2 separate regions of the Mus musculus genome follow, and region 2 is linked to region 1. Evidence: chromatin contacts called from public promoter capture Hi-C data. All regions are on one chromosome and are shown on one strand. The core of a region is the stretch at or near the end of the contact, and the rest is flanking DNA. Distances in the headings are between cores, read along the strand shown. Region 1 has its middle 59 kb from the start of Apob. Region 2 holds the start of Apob (apolipoprotein B).

What was found. Promoter capture Hi-C pulls out the DNA fragments that hold promoters and counts their contacts.
Region 2: a contact with region 1 is called in a promoter capture Hi-C map of liver. The contact joins the promoter of Apob here to the enhancer-like site in region 1. A contact is called at or near these places in 5 of 39 promoter capture datasets (the 3T3-L1 cell line, 3T3-L1-derived adipocytes and liver), 1 of 15 datasets of contacts at CTCF or cohesin (the NIH/3T3 cell line), 24 of 484 Hi-C or Micro-C datasets (the 3T3-L1 cell line, the AML12 cell line, the HL-1 cell line and 10 more), 8 of 115 datasets of contacts at active chromatin or transcription factors (embryonic fibroblasts, fetal liver, hepatocytes and 5 more) and 1 of 9 other capture datasets (liver).

The regions. Positions count from the first base shown.
Region 1 is chr12:7,916,098-7,922,240 of GRCm38.p6, forward strand. No RefSeq gene overlaps it. Among named protein-coding and RNA genes, the nearest start is that of Apob, 59 kb to the right of the region's middle. RefSeq lists an enhancer at 3,624-4,315. Within about 2 kb of position 4,079, at least 32 of the 459 cell types and tissues checked have an H3K27ac peak or open chromatin away from gene starts, as enhancers often do. A contact at or near this core is called in the HL-1 cell line, the NIH/3T3 cell line, adipose-derived mesenchymal stem cells and 7 more, where this site is marked.
Region 2 is chr12:7,976,347-7,982,660 of GRCm38.p6, forward strand. Apob (apolipoprotein B) reads left to right here and starts at 1,331. Exons shown (of 29, transcript NM_009693.2): 1 at 1,331-1,514; 2 at 1,867-1,905; 3 at 2,907-3,022; 4 at 4,154-4,299. The coding sequence starts at 1,433.

The DNA.
Region 1 (6,143 bases), core at 2,829-5,328:
CCTGTCATTAGCTGACCCTAGGCAGGGCTGTTTTATCTTTACTGTAAATATTACCTGGTTCCTGTAAGTCCTTTTGAAGTCATTCCTTTGTTTTGTGTCAGGTAATGTACTTTGCCTGCTGTGACATCCTACCCCTTTGTTTTCTGTATTATATAAGACTGGTGTTCACTTTATGAAAATACACTCAGATTCTACCCACTCTCTCCTGCTGCTTCTGTTTGTCACTCGCCGACTCTATGCCCATCTGTCCAAGACTCTGATTGAGGAGGGCCCACAGAGCCCCCCATCTATGGCACTAAGATACTTGTTTGTAAATTCTATCCCATTAGTAGACCCAATAAAAAATATGTTTAATCATACTAATTGGTGCACTGTATATAGTTTTGAACTTGAAGTAGCTTCTGAGCTGTGTGAGAGTGCAAGTGCACGTGTGTGTGTGTGTGTGTGTGTGTGTGTGTGTGTGTGTGTGTGTGCACGTGCGTGTGCCAGAGGTTAGGTCAAGTGTCATCTTCAACTACTATCCACTTCATTAAAAAAAACAAACAAGGTTACATAGACAAAGTGTGGAGCAGAGACTGAAGGAATGACCATCCAGAGACTACCCCATCTGGGGATCCATCCCATAAACAATCACCAAACCCAGACACTATTGTGGATGCCAACAAGTGTTTGCTGACAGAAGCCTGATATAGCTGTTCCCTGAGTTCTGTCAGTGCCTCACAAATACAGAAGTGGATGCTCACAGCCATTCATTGGACTGAGCACAAGGTCCCCAATGAAGGAGCAAGAGAAAGTACCCAAGGAGCTGAAGAAGGGGTTTACAGCCCCATAGGAGGACCAACAATATGAACCAACCAGTACCCCCAGAGCTCCCAGAGACTAAACCACCAACCAAAGAAAACACATGGTGGGACTCATGGCTCCAGCTGCATATGTAGCAGAGGATGGCCTGGTCGGTCATCAATGGGAGGAAAGGCCCTTGAAGGTTCTATGCCCCAGTGTAGGGGAATGCCAGGGCCAGGAAGTGGGAGTGGGTGGGTTGGTGAGCAGGGGGGGGGGTGGGGGGGGTTGGAAGTTTTAGGAGGGGAAACCAGGTAAGGGGATAACATTTGAAATGTAAATGAAGAAAATATCTAATAATAAAATAAAATGCATCACTTTCCTCACTAAACAAACAAACAAACAAACAAGGTCTATCACTTAGCTCTCTGATTGGCTAGAGTTAGTCAATAAAATCCCAGTGCTGGGATTATAGACACATATTGACAAGCTGGGCTTGCATCTGAAAACTTGGGATCTGAACTCCCTCTGATCTCATACTATGTGGCAAACACTTTATGTAGTGATCTAACTCCCCAGCCCTGGGAATGGATTTTGAAAACATCATTCCAAAATAACCTTTCTGTTATCCATTACCTCCTCTTTTACCGAATAACTGATATGGTCTGGACCAGTGTTCAAACATGGCTGAAAACTCTGGAGGTCAGTCCTAATTCAGCAAACTCCTCTCACTCGAACAGATTGCAGGGAAGTTCATACATGTGAAAGATGTCTTTGGAGTGACCCCAATCCACACCGACAGGACCTATTCTTGCAATACCTGATTCTTACCACCTCTTAAACCCTCCTCCTCCAGAATAATGGTCACATGATCACTTCCTTAAGGAAAAGATTAATAAGAAAAGTCATTTCCAACATCTACCCTCACTCTGTCATAAGGCAAGCTGGTCAGATTGGCCTGGGTAATGAATCAAGGAGTATAACCAACCTGGGCAGGGTTAGATGTCTGTGATTTTAGGATCATGAGCTCTCCCTGCAGTATCTGAACCCATTCTCCACTTGTAAAAGCACTAACAGACCAGGTCAGCTTTTTAAGAAATGAATATCCTTCAGGGCTTTTGAGTGTAAAGGGAGGGCTCATATCAAAAGAAACACAAAGGTTCACGGTTTTTGCTCATGGATGTTCAAGACATCATCAAGTAAATGGAAAGGAGAAGTCAGGGACAAATGAAGTAAAATATCATATCATGTAAACCAAAGAAAGTATCAAAAGTCCTTATGGGCTAGGTGTAGTGACACAGGCCTTTAATCCTATCATGAAGATGGGAGGCTGGATTTTGAGTCCAAAACCACCCTAGTCTACATAATGTGTTTTATGTCAAGCAGACATAAAATGTGTGTGTGTGTGTGTATAATGTGTATACATACACACATATGTATCTCATGAAATTAAAGAATTTAAGTGGCTAGAAAGAAATGGTGTTGAATTGCCTGAGACAAGCAGAAACTTATTTTGGAGACAAGAAAGAACTGACTTGTAAAAGAAAACAGTGGAAAATGTCAGATCAGGAAACTGCTCTGTGTTACATAGGTTTGAAACAGCAACACCCTGTAGTTGACAGTAACTTAAGGATTTTCTAAAGCACTAGAAGAAAGGCATTGGAAGGTTCCCAGTGATGTGTCAGAAACAGATGGAAATGTGTTTTTCTGGTTAGATCACTGTAGATTATATTAGACATTCACTGACTAGTCATACTACACTTCCATGACTATAATTAAAAACGACAAAACTGAAGCACTAAGCTATGTCTAAGGAGCCTCTTTTCCAGCCCTCCTTCCATTTATCTAGGATACAGATGAATGCTGAGAGGCTAGGTAGAGAGCTAAGTTGCTTGGAACATGTCTAAAATGAGTTCAATTTATTTGGAAAGCTTCCATCACCGTCAGACAAGCTGTGTTGACTGTGCTCTCTCTGGATTTCTTCGATGTCTAAAGGCAAGTTGTGTTGACAATACACTGACTTTGTTCTATCTAATGGCAGTCCTGGTTCTCCCTGGCTGGCGACATTAGAAGGACTGAGAGCACTCTGCATGTGTCCTTCCATAATCCTTCAACTTCTACATTCAAGTCTCTGATTTCAGGCTCTCACTAGACAGTGAACTTCCTTCCAAGGAAGTGAAACTTGCTGCCATTCATGTGACTTCTGCTTATCAACAGTGTCTTATCAAAGTTTATAGGAATGGGCAGAAATATTTTCCCATCTGGGTGGATGGTGTTTCATTTTCAGGTGCTCCCTGGGTCAATTGGCTCCTTCCCAGACAAAGCAACACAAAGATTAACCCCATTCCTGGACTTTGATTCAAGACCTTGTGGTTAAAAAAAAAATGCCTTCTATTACTAAGTCGCACTAATGCGGAGACTAGTCTCCAAACCAGATGCCTTACATAGAATTCATCAAGAAAGTGGAGATGCCATCATTGTACTGACTTCCAGTAAGATACTTTTCAAATGCTATTGTCATATGGACTTCATACAGTCATCATATCCCTTCAAACAGGCACAAGGATGAGAGCAAACTATTACTCCAGTCATGTTTGTGTTAGATGCTAAAGAAACAAATGTTTCAGGGATACCCACAGGGGCCTGAATAGGTCATGTCCCTTCCCTGTTCCCTATCTTTATGGGAGGAGTTGGGCTGGAGAGACACGGCAATACAGTCATGGAAGATTATGATTAATATATCAAGCATGTACCTGGATCATTATATGAAATCCACAGACTCCCCGGGGTCTGTTCTGATTTTGTGTTTGCTTTAACTCATTCTTTCTCTTTAAAAAAAAAAAAAGCTTTGCCAATTGTAGCATAATAAATGCTCTAGACAAAAGGCTCATTTTCAACAATTCCTTGAGTTATAATCTTTCCATTTACACTCAGGAAGCACTGTAAAGGGCACTGTTCCTTTGTTCTGGTCTGTCTGTGTCCCTGTTGACACTATCTCAGTTTGAAAAGAGACTGATAAATAAAAGCCAAGGGTAACTCCAGGGCAATAGCAGACATTATCACCAATGCTATAAGTTCTTGGGCAGCTCTTAGTCCCGTCACCCAAGGTTCTGAGGTGAGAGAAATTTAGATTAAAAAAATGTTCTGGTTTAGTTTCAGAGAGCACAGACACTGGTGGACTTCAGACTGAAGAAATCTGTATTTGCTGAAACCTTTGGCCAGAGTTATAAATCTGTGTGCAGCGTGGCAGTGATGTCTCTGACTCTGAACACAGGACAAAGAGCATTTTGCTTAGTCACACAGAGCAAATTAATGGAAGCAGCAGAAACCAGTACCCAAGCTGTTTGCCTCTGTCCCATAGGTATGTCTGTCTTCAGTTTTGGCCCCTCAAGTAGAGATTACTGGAGTGTTCAGACTCCAAAACTTAGGTTTTAAATGACCCAATTAGAATCCAAAATCTTTCCAAAGCCCATCATTTAAAATGATGGTGACCTTGACAAGTTTGACTCCTACAATCCTTCCTCCCTTTCTGCAGGATTCATTGTATTCACTAATGCTTGACTATGGGTCTCTGCATCTGCTTCAATCAGCTACTGGATAGAGCCTCTCTAACGATCATTATACCAGACTTCTGTCTACAGAATAGTAGAATAACATTAGGAAGAAATTTTTTTGGCCAAGTATGTTTGAGAAAACCCACAGAAATCAACAAACCTGACCTTTTCTGGGAAAAAAAAAAAAAAAGAGGAATGCATGGGGAGTGGGTTTAGGGAAAGACGGGAGAAGATGAAGCTGAAGCTACAGCCAGAATGTAATTTATGAGAAAATAAATTAATAAAAATATCAATCAATAAATAAAATGATGATGAACTTAGATATTTCATGGAGTCATATGACTTTAAAGTAGGCAAAAGTTTCAATGCCAGAGTGTTACTTCATTAGGAAATGAGTAATCAAGATATGATGCCCCAAAGTCCCACAAATCCCAAAGACTTTCCAAGTTACATTATAACAATTTATTTCCAACTCCCAAAAACTTTTTATCATTGTTTACTTTATGATCCCACTATAACCTATTTTTGTGAGTAAAGATAAACTTGAGCAATGACAGGTCACAAGTGAAAATGAAAACACCAGGTTTTAATTCTGATTGTTTTTTTAACCCTACATTTTGCAACTGATTGGAGAGGACATTAAAGCATACTTACACGGGGACTTTGTTCATGATAAGGTGTGAAAATTGTGAAATCAGGCCAGATCTTTGCTAGCCTCACTATGCAGTGAGTGGGTTCTAGGGATGATATTTCCACAGAGTTCTTATCAAAGATGCCAACATCTGGGTAATTAAAATTGAAAATTTTGATTCAGTAGGTGAAAATAGGAAGATGAAAGTTTGTGACTCTGCACTGACTAGTGTAACCAACAGCCTCTAGAGCTGCCCTATAGAAGTAGAGACTGGTCTTGGCAGGATGGTTTCTATAAGTGAGAGAAATGTAATCAGGTATAGATTGGATAAGAAAGAATGCCATGTAAGGGTTGGCCTAGGTTGTGTTGGCCTTGTCTCCATCTATTGATTTTAATGACATCTAGTTTAGGTTGATCTTAAGTTGTTCTGTAAGTTTTATAGAATCGTGTGGGTCATCTGAAAATCATGTCTACTTAAAAATATGTTAATTCCTTTCATCTGAGATTAAATCCACCTGAGTGTCTGTCTATCTACTCCTTCCTTCCTTCCTTCCTTCCTTCCTTCCTTCCTTTCTTTCTTTCTTTTTTTCCTTCTTTCTTTCTTTCTTTCTTAACCTCACTTTCTATTTACTGGCCAATTCTCAAATCAAAAATTTCAATTAAAAAAAAAAAAACCAATCACCACTACTGGCTGTAACTGAACAGAATCCTCACTAAATGTTCTCAGTATCTGGACTCCATGCTGTGTGGTTCTCGGAGGAAATGAATGTCTTACATCAGTGTAATGTCAGCTTTCTGTCTCTGAAAATACCAGGGAAACCAACGTTTAAAGAGAAAAGGTTACTTTGGCTCATACTTGTAGATAGTCTTAGTCCATAGAACCTCTTTGGATTAAGCCCCATGGTGACACTCCATCATGGCAAGGGCAGAAGGCAGAAGGAAACCACTTAAGCTATGATTAAGTACCAAGGAGAGCAGAGCCAGGGGCAAAGAGGCGATGAGGACTGACAATCTCCTTTTGGTCATGAGGCATGACCCTGTGATTTAAACTTAGATCTCACTTCAAGATCCTGAAGACAAACTTGGTAGGTTCACTGGATCTCTCTCTTTAGCCCTCTTCCTAATGTGGCCACATTGAATAAAACTCCTTTTCCTGTTTCCACCATTAATGTTCTCCT
Region 2 (6,314 bases), core at 81-2,580, 58 kb after region 1:
GACCAAGAGGACCTGAGTACAGCGCTCACTGGATAAAGACAGACACAGCATACTCTTGGAGCCCCAGGGCTGAGGACTTGGACACACAGTCCTTGGAGCTTGCTGCAGCTGGTCAAGTCAAGCTAGTTAGCGAGTTCCAGGATCAGTGCCTCAAAAGCTAAGGTAAAGAGTGATTTTGAAAATCACTCAAGGGCTGGAGAGATGGCTCAGTGGTTAAGAGCACTGACTACTCTTCCGAAGGTCCTGAGTTCAAATCCCAGCAACCACATGGTGGCTCACAACCATCTATAATAAGATCTGATGCCCTCTTCTGGTGTGTCTGAAGACAGCTACATTGTGTTCACATATAATAAATAAATCTTTAAAAAAAAAAAAAAAAAAAAAAAACACTCAAAGTTGGCTTATGGCCTCTGTATGCATGTACACAGGTTCATGCATTTCTATGCGTGCATGCCCATGAACCTATATATACACGCACACACACACACACACACACACACACACACACCTGACATACTCTAACGACTTTTGTCCCTAGGCTACGACCCATTTCCACTCCTCTGGCTCCAAACACCCATACAGAGTGATGTTCGCCATGCCCTGCTCACCCAAAGCTCCCTGTCTGTGGGGCAGATTGCCTCGCCACTAGACTGGAGGTGCTAAGACCACACAGCCCATCACAGACATTCGCCTTCCAGACCATCACAATTCCACCCCACCAGCTTTCTTCCATGACTGGCGCTGCCCACAGTGGACCCCGGGAGCTGATCATCTCTGGGCCCCCCTCTTCACTAGTTTTCTGTGAGACTTGGACACCAAACCCAAGCACACACCAGACTTCCCCCTTTCTCTTCCCACCTTGCTAAATTAGTTAGGACAGGATTGTTTATTCAAAACCAAAGTCCACCAAAATGGGAAGGAGCTTAGGAAGAAGCCCCCACCAGTGCGTAAAGAACATTTTTCCAAAGGGCTCCGGAGTCAGAGCAGGAGCGGGGTACAGGGTATGACATCATCCCTATGGTTGGTGGTCTCCTGGAGAAAGTCAGGGCATGCTGACGGGATAATAAGTCCACTATCGACCTGCGACCCCCTGAGGAAAGAAACACAAGTTCGGGGGTGGGGGGAGCCCCAGGTGGCGGCGTTTGAACCAGCAGTGAGACCACCATCAGATCCAGTCTTATCCACCTAGAAATGCGCTTGTATGGAAAAGCAAACAGGCCCGGGCCGTGCCCTTTGGACCTTTGGCAATTCTCCTTAAGCCAGCTCCTCCTATAAATGGAGCACTTTTCAAAGGGCCAGGCAGTCTCATCAGTGCCTGCAGTGGATCAAGTACCTGCCTGAGCTCCGCCTCCGAAGACCCTGTAGAGCAAGCAGCAGGGGCTAGGCCCGTGGCCAGGCCACAGCCAGGAAGCCACCCCACCATCCATCCGCCATGGGCCCACGAAAGCCTGCCCTGCGGACGCCGTTACTGCTGCTGTTCCTGCTACTGTTCTTGGACACCAGCGTCTGGGCTCGTGAGTTAGGGTGGAAGCCTGGGAGAAAGCCAGCGTGGGGACAGAGCGCTGGGCTGTGCTACAGACCACCAGTTACATCCTGGGGTAGAAACTGGTGGCAGGCTGGCTATTAGGTAGCTTGGGCTAGGTGAGAGGGAAGGCAGCCGCAGGGTCCTAGGGAGGGGGCGGGGGGTGATGAAAAAAACAAGATCTAGCAGGCTCCTGGGTTCCGGGTGAGGGCACTGTACAGGGGAGTTAGAAAGAAGGCTCTGGATAGCTCTAAGATAATTTAGGTTGTGAGGGCTCCCTCCTGTCAGGCCATGGAACCCACTGGAAAACACAAGAAAGCCAAGGTTCTCCTTTTCTCTTACAGAAGATGAAGTCCTGGAAAACTTAAGCTTCAGCTGTCCAAGTAAGGCATTTTTCACTGGCCGCCTTGGTACTTCTCACCCTGACGCTCCTCTCCATCCACCCTCCTGTGCCCCCGTTCCTCCCACGTAGAACCCGTTTGCTTGCTCGGATTAGGAAGCACTGCTCAGACCCCTGCAAGTGAAGACTTTGAGTCTCTGTGCACCCAGACTCCTCCAACAAAGGATCTCTGCTCTTTGTGTATTGCCTTTCTTGTCTGTACCAAGACTTGGTTCTGAAGTGGGGTAGCGATGAGACTGTGGGCACTGTAGAGAGACATTGCTGTGCTGTTTATCGATGACTAATCACTGATTCAGAGTATGTGAGGATGAAGAAATGCCGACTTTAACCTTTGTGCAGAACACCAGACCCCTCCACCCCTTCCTATTTACTCTACCCTAGGGGTCAGAGGATCAGGCTTTGCCGCAATACCCAGCTTCCTCCGCAGAGCGCTAGGATTGGCCTCTCCTCTGATGGGGCAGCATCTCCATCTGGTGGCCATATGGCAGTACTACATCCGGGTTCCTAACCAGTTATTTTTCTCACAATCAAAAAATTCCTGTCATGGACAGTGGAATCTGCCAGAAGTTTCTTTTTATGGAGGGGGTTTCTAGAAGTCAACCAGACAGCCTTAACAGCTAACTTTGTGTCCGGTACTTCATAGGTTCTAGTCACGATAGCATTTTCAAACTGAGAAAACACTTAGCCCTGTCCCTTTGATAACTTAAAATTTCAAAGGCTCATCACATGGATTTCTGCAGTTCCATTTAATCGATGCTTGGCCCTCCCTTTCGTGGAATCCCAAATGATTAAACACCATTCTCAGCCAAGATGGTGGCGATGTTAAGTCTATAGAGACCAATGGTGTGTAGTACAAAGTCAAGCACAACTAACTCGTGCTCAGTGACCTTTATCGCCTGTGCCACGGTCCCAATCTGCCTGGCAGCGGCTGCCTTTAGAGAGTTGTTTCATCTCCAGGGCTGACTTATTTCCTCTTCACTTTAGAAGATGCAACTCGATTCAAGCACCTCCGAAAGTACGTGTACAACTATGAAGCTGAAAGTTCCAGCGGTGTCCAGGGCACAGCTGACTCCAGAAGCGCCACCAAGATCAACTGTAAGGTACGGAGGACAAGGGCTGGAGAAACCTGCAGCTGAAGCCTAGCCTTGTTCCACCAGGAGCCCCTCATAGAACCTTCTAGCACTTCCCAGCACCTCAACTGACGATACCCCACTTGAATGAAGACTTCCAAATTTCCAGCCAAGTTTTCCTCCCATTAGCTTCCAAAGTGTAATTGGGGGGCATGGTCTAGGAAGCCAGCAGGATTGGCATGTAGATCTGACCATGAGAGAGATCCAGTGAGTACAGAAAAGAAGGTGGTCTTTGCAGGAGAACGCTGGGCATGCAACATTTATGGTGTCAAGCATAAAATGGAGAAACATTTAAATACCTGGTTTGTTCAAACGATAGGCTGCTTCTCAGGAGACTTGTTAGACACCTGTCTGTTCTCATAAAGCATAGCCAAGAGCTGCTATTGAGGTCTGTGTGGGAAGAGAAATCCATTTGCTAAGTTATCCTCTTCCCTCGTGGACCATAGTGCTGGTCTGTAGAGTTAAACGCAATGGGCATTGGCTACCTGTGGCCATTTAAGTTGAATAAATGCAACTTTTATTCTCACTGGCCATATTTCAATGTAGCCAACACACACCTGTGGCTCATGCTGCCGCATTAGGTCAGACAGCACAAACACGAGCTTCTCCATCTCACTGGAGTGTTCTGAAATGGTTCCAGAAAACAACCAAGGGTCCCTTTCAATTCTGCCCACATAGGAAGCTCTCATCAGGCTCATAGCTATGGTTTGGGGAAACGATGTCAGGAAAGCATTCGCTTTTCCTGCTTGCTATTTATTTTTGTTTGCTTCATTTACTTTTCTTAAGTCTCGCTCCATTCTGCATTTCTGCTAAGCAATCACCCCAAACTCTTTACATGTAAAGTGAGTACATTAAAAACCAACACAAGGACATTCTCCCTTCCGTGCATAGCAGATGCAAACATAAACATCTTAACATAGGAAGAAGAAAGCTAAGCCAAGACAAGGGATCCGTGAGATGTGTTTAGAACATGTGGTTCTGGTGACTCTCTGACCATAACCCAAATACTTTCCCCTCCATGTCCTGATTGGAGACTGGGCTGCAGAAATATGTCCTATTCTAGATGGAGAACATCAATGTATTATTACTTTCTGTTCTCAGGTAGAGCTGGAGGTCCCCCAAATCTGTGGTTTCATCATGAGGACCAACCAGTGTACCCTTAAAGAGGTGTATGGCTTCAACCCTGAGGGCAAGGCCTTGATGAAGAAAACCAAGAACTCTGAAGAGTTTGCAGCTGCCATGTCCAGGTAAGGTGTGGGATTATGTCTTTTAAGTATCTGAGCTTTGTGAACACTACATGAGTTGACCGTGGTACATGCGCATATGCATGGGTCCGAGGGGATACTAGTGTGTGCGCTCATGTCAGGCATGCCTTTGAGTGCTGACATTTGTATTCAGTGCTTACCACAGATCAGGATGCTGTGAAGTTTTCACATCTATCTAAAACAGGGAAGTATTATCGACTCTCCTCTACTTAAGCTCCCTTGATTATCATTTAAATTGTTCTTCTAACAGATCTCATGGTTGAAGCACTTTTAAGGCTATAAAGCTGAGATGGTTTGTTTAAACAAGCGAGATCTTGTTTATAGAATCAAACGAGGGGATGCCTGGGGGCCTTCAGGTGGATCAGGCAGCAGTTGCTACTCTGAGATCATAAGGCTGTGTGGACCCCTATATGTTTGAGAGTGTGGCATCCGTTCAACACAGGACAAAGGGCCAGCAGTACCTTAGCAGTCTCCTACCCATGACTGCTATGCAGCCACTGTGCACTGAAGACCAGTGTTGTCATTTATAGCTGGCATCTCTCCCAACACAACAGTGACAGTGCAGGACAATAAGTATTTTCAACACCACCCTTGCCTTACACCACTTAGTTTAGGAAGCCTTACGTGAATGGAATACAGGTAGATGCAGGGATGTTAACGTGGTAGTAGGGGGATACTTTCCTTTGCCTATTTTTAGATTTGCTAAATGTCAAAACCTAGTCCTTTCCCTGAGAAATAGGCAACAAAAAAAATGTTCCTGTCTTCTGTCAGAACATATTACTTTATTAGAGACTTAGATGAGAGGGGAAAGCTGCGGCGGCAGGAGAGAGTGGCTGCTATTCTATGGTCCTTTCTCAGCTATAAACACAAGAGACTCCTCCTCCTGACCACAAGGACTTGCCAGGCTTGTGCTGCTGTGTCTAGAATATTCTGAGAGGTTCAGAGCTATGGGAGATGGACCTGGTTCTCTTCCCCTGTGAACTTCAGAGCCTTGACAGCTCAAGCAATCCCCAAGAGAAAGGCAGCACCCACCTAAGATCATAGTTAACCTGAACTTCCATCTTGGCCTGAGAGTGGATTAAAAAGTGAACATCTGACAACTGTATGAAGAGAAACTCAGATTCACTGGAAGTGGAGAAATGCAAATAATGTATTAGGAGAGAATTTCTCACTCCACACCCATTAAGCTGCAGAAGTTGAGACAGTACTCATTGCTAGAGGGAAGAATAGTATATTTTCATACACTAGTGGTAGAAATTAAAGCCACAGGGCAATACTGATATTTATATATCCAGTTGATAATATTTGTACTTTGACATAACAATTCTCATCTCTAGAACTCTGTCCCATCTACATAAAAACAGTCATGTGTGAAAATAGATGTGTATGTGGATGATTCTTTCAATATCATCTGGGTGACCACAAAATAAACCCAGGAAGAGAGGATGACAATGCTCTCAAATGGTGCATTGTTTTTTGTTGTTGTTGTTTTTGTTTTGTTTTATTTTTTTTAATTAGGTATTTTCCTCATTTACATTTCCAATGCTATCCTAAAAGTCCCCCATACCCTTCCACCCACTCCCCTACCCACCCACTCCCACTTTTTGGCCCTGGCATTCCCCTGTACTGGAACATATAAAGTTTGCATGTCCAATGGGCCTCTCTTTCCAGTGATGGCCGACTAGGCCATCTTTTGATACATATGCAGCTAGAGACACGAGCTTCGGGGTACTGGTTAGTTCATATTGTTGTTCCACCTATAGGGTTGCAGATCCCTTTAGCTCCTTGGGTAATTTCTCTAGCTCCTCCATTGGGGGCCCTGTGATTAAATGCTGCATTGTTTAAGGAACCATATATAAACAAAGAACATGATGCTGTGTAAAGTTTAGTAAAGACTCGAGTGGAGCTACACCAAGTGATTCAGATGTTTCTGGAATATATTAAATAAGAAAATCACAATCCAGATGAAGAAAGCACACATAGTGCAGTGTCCTCCC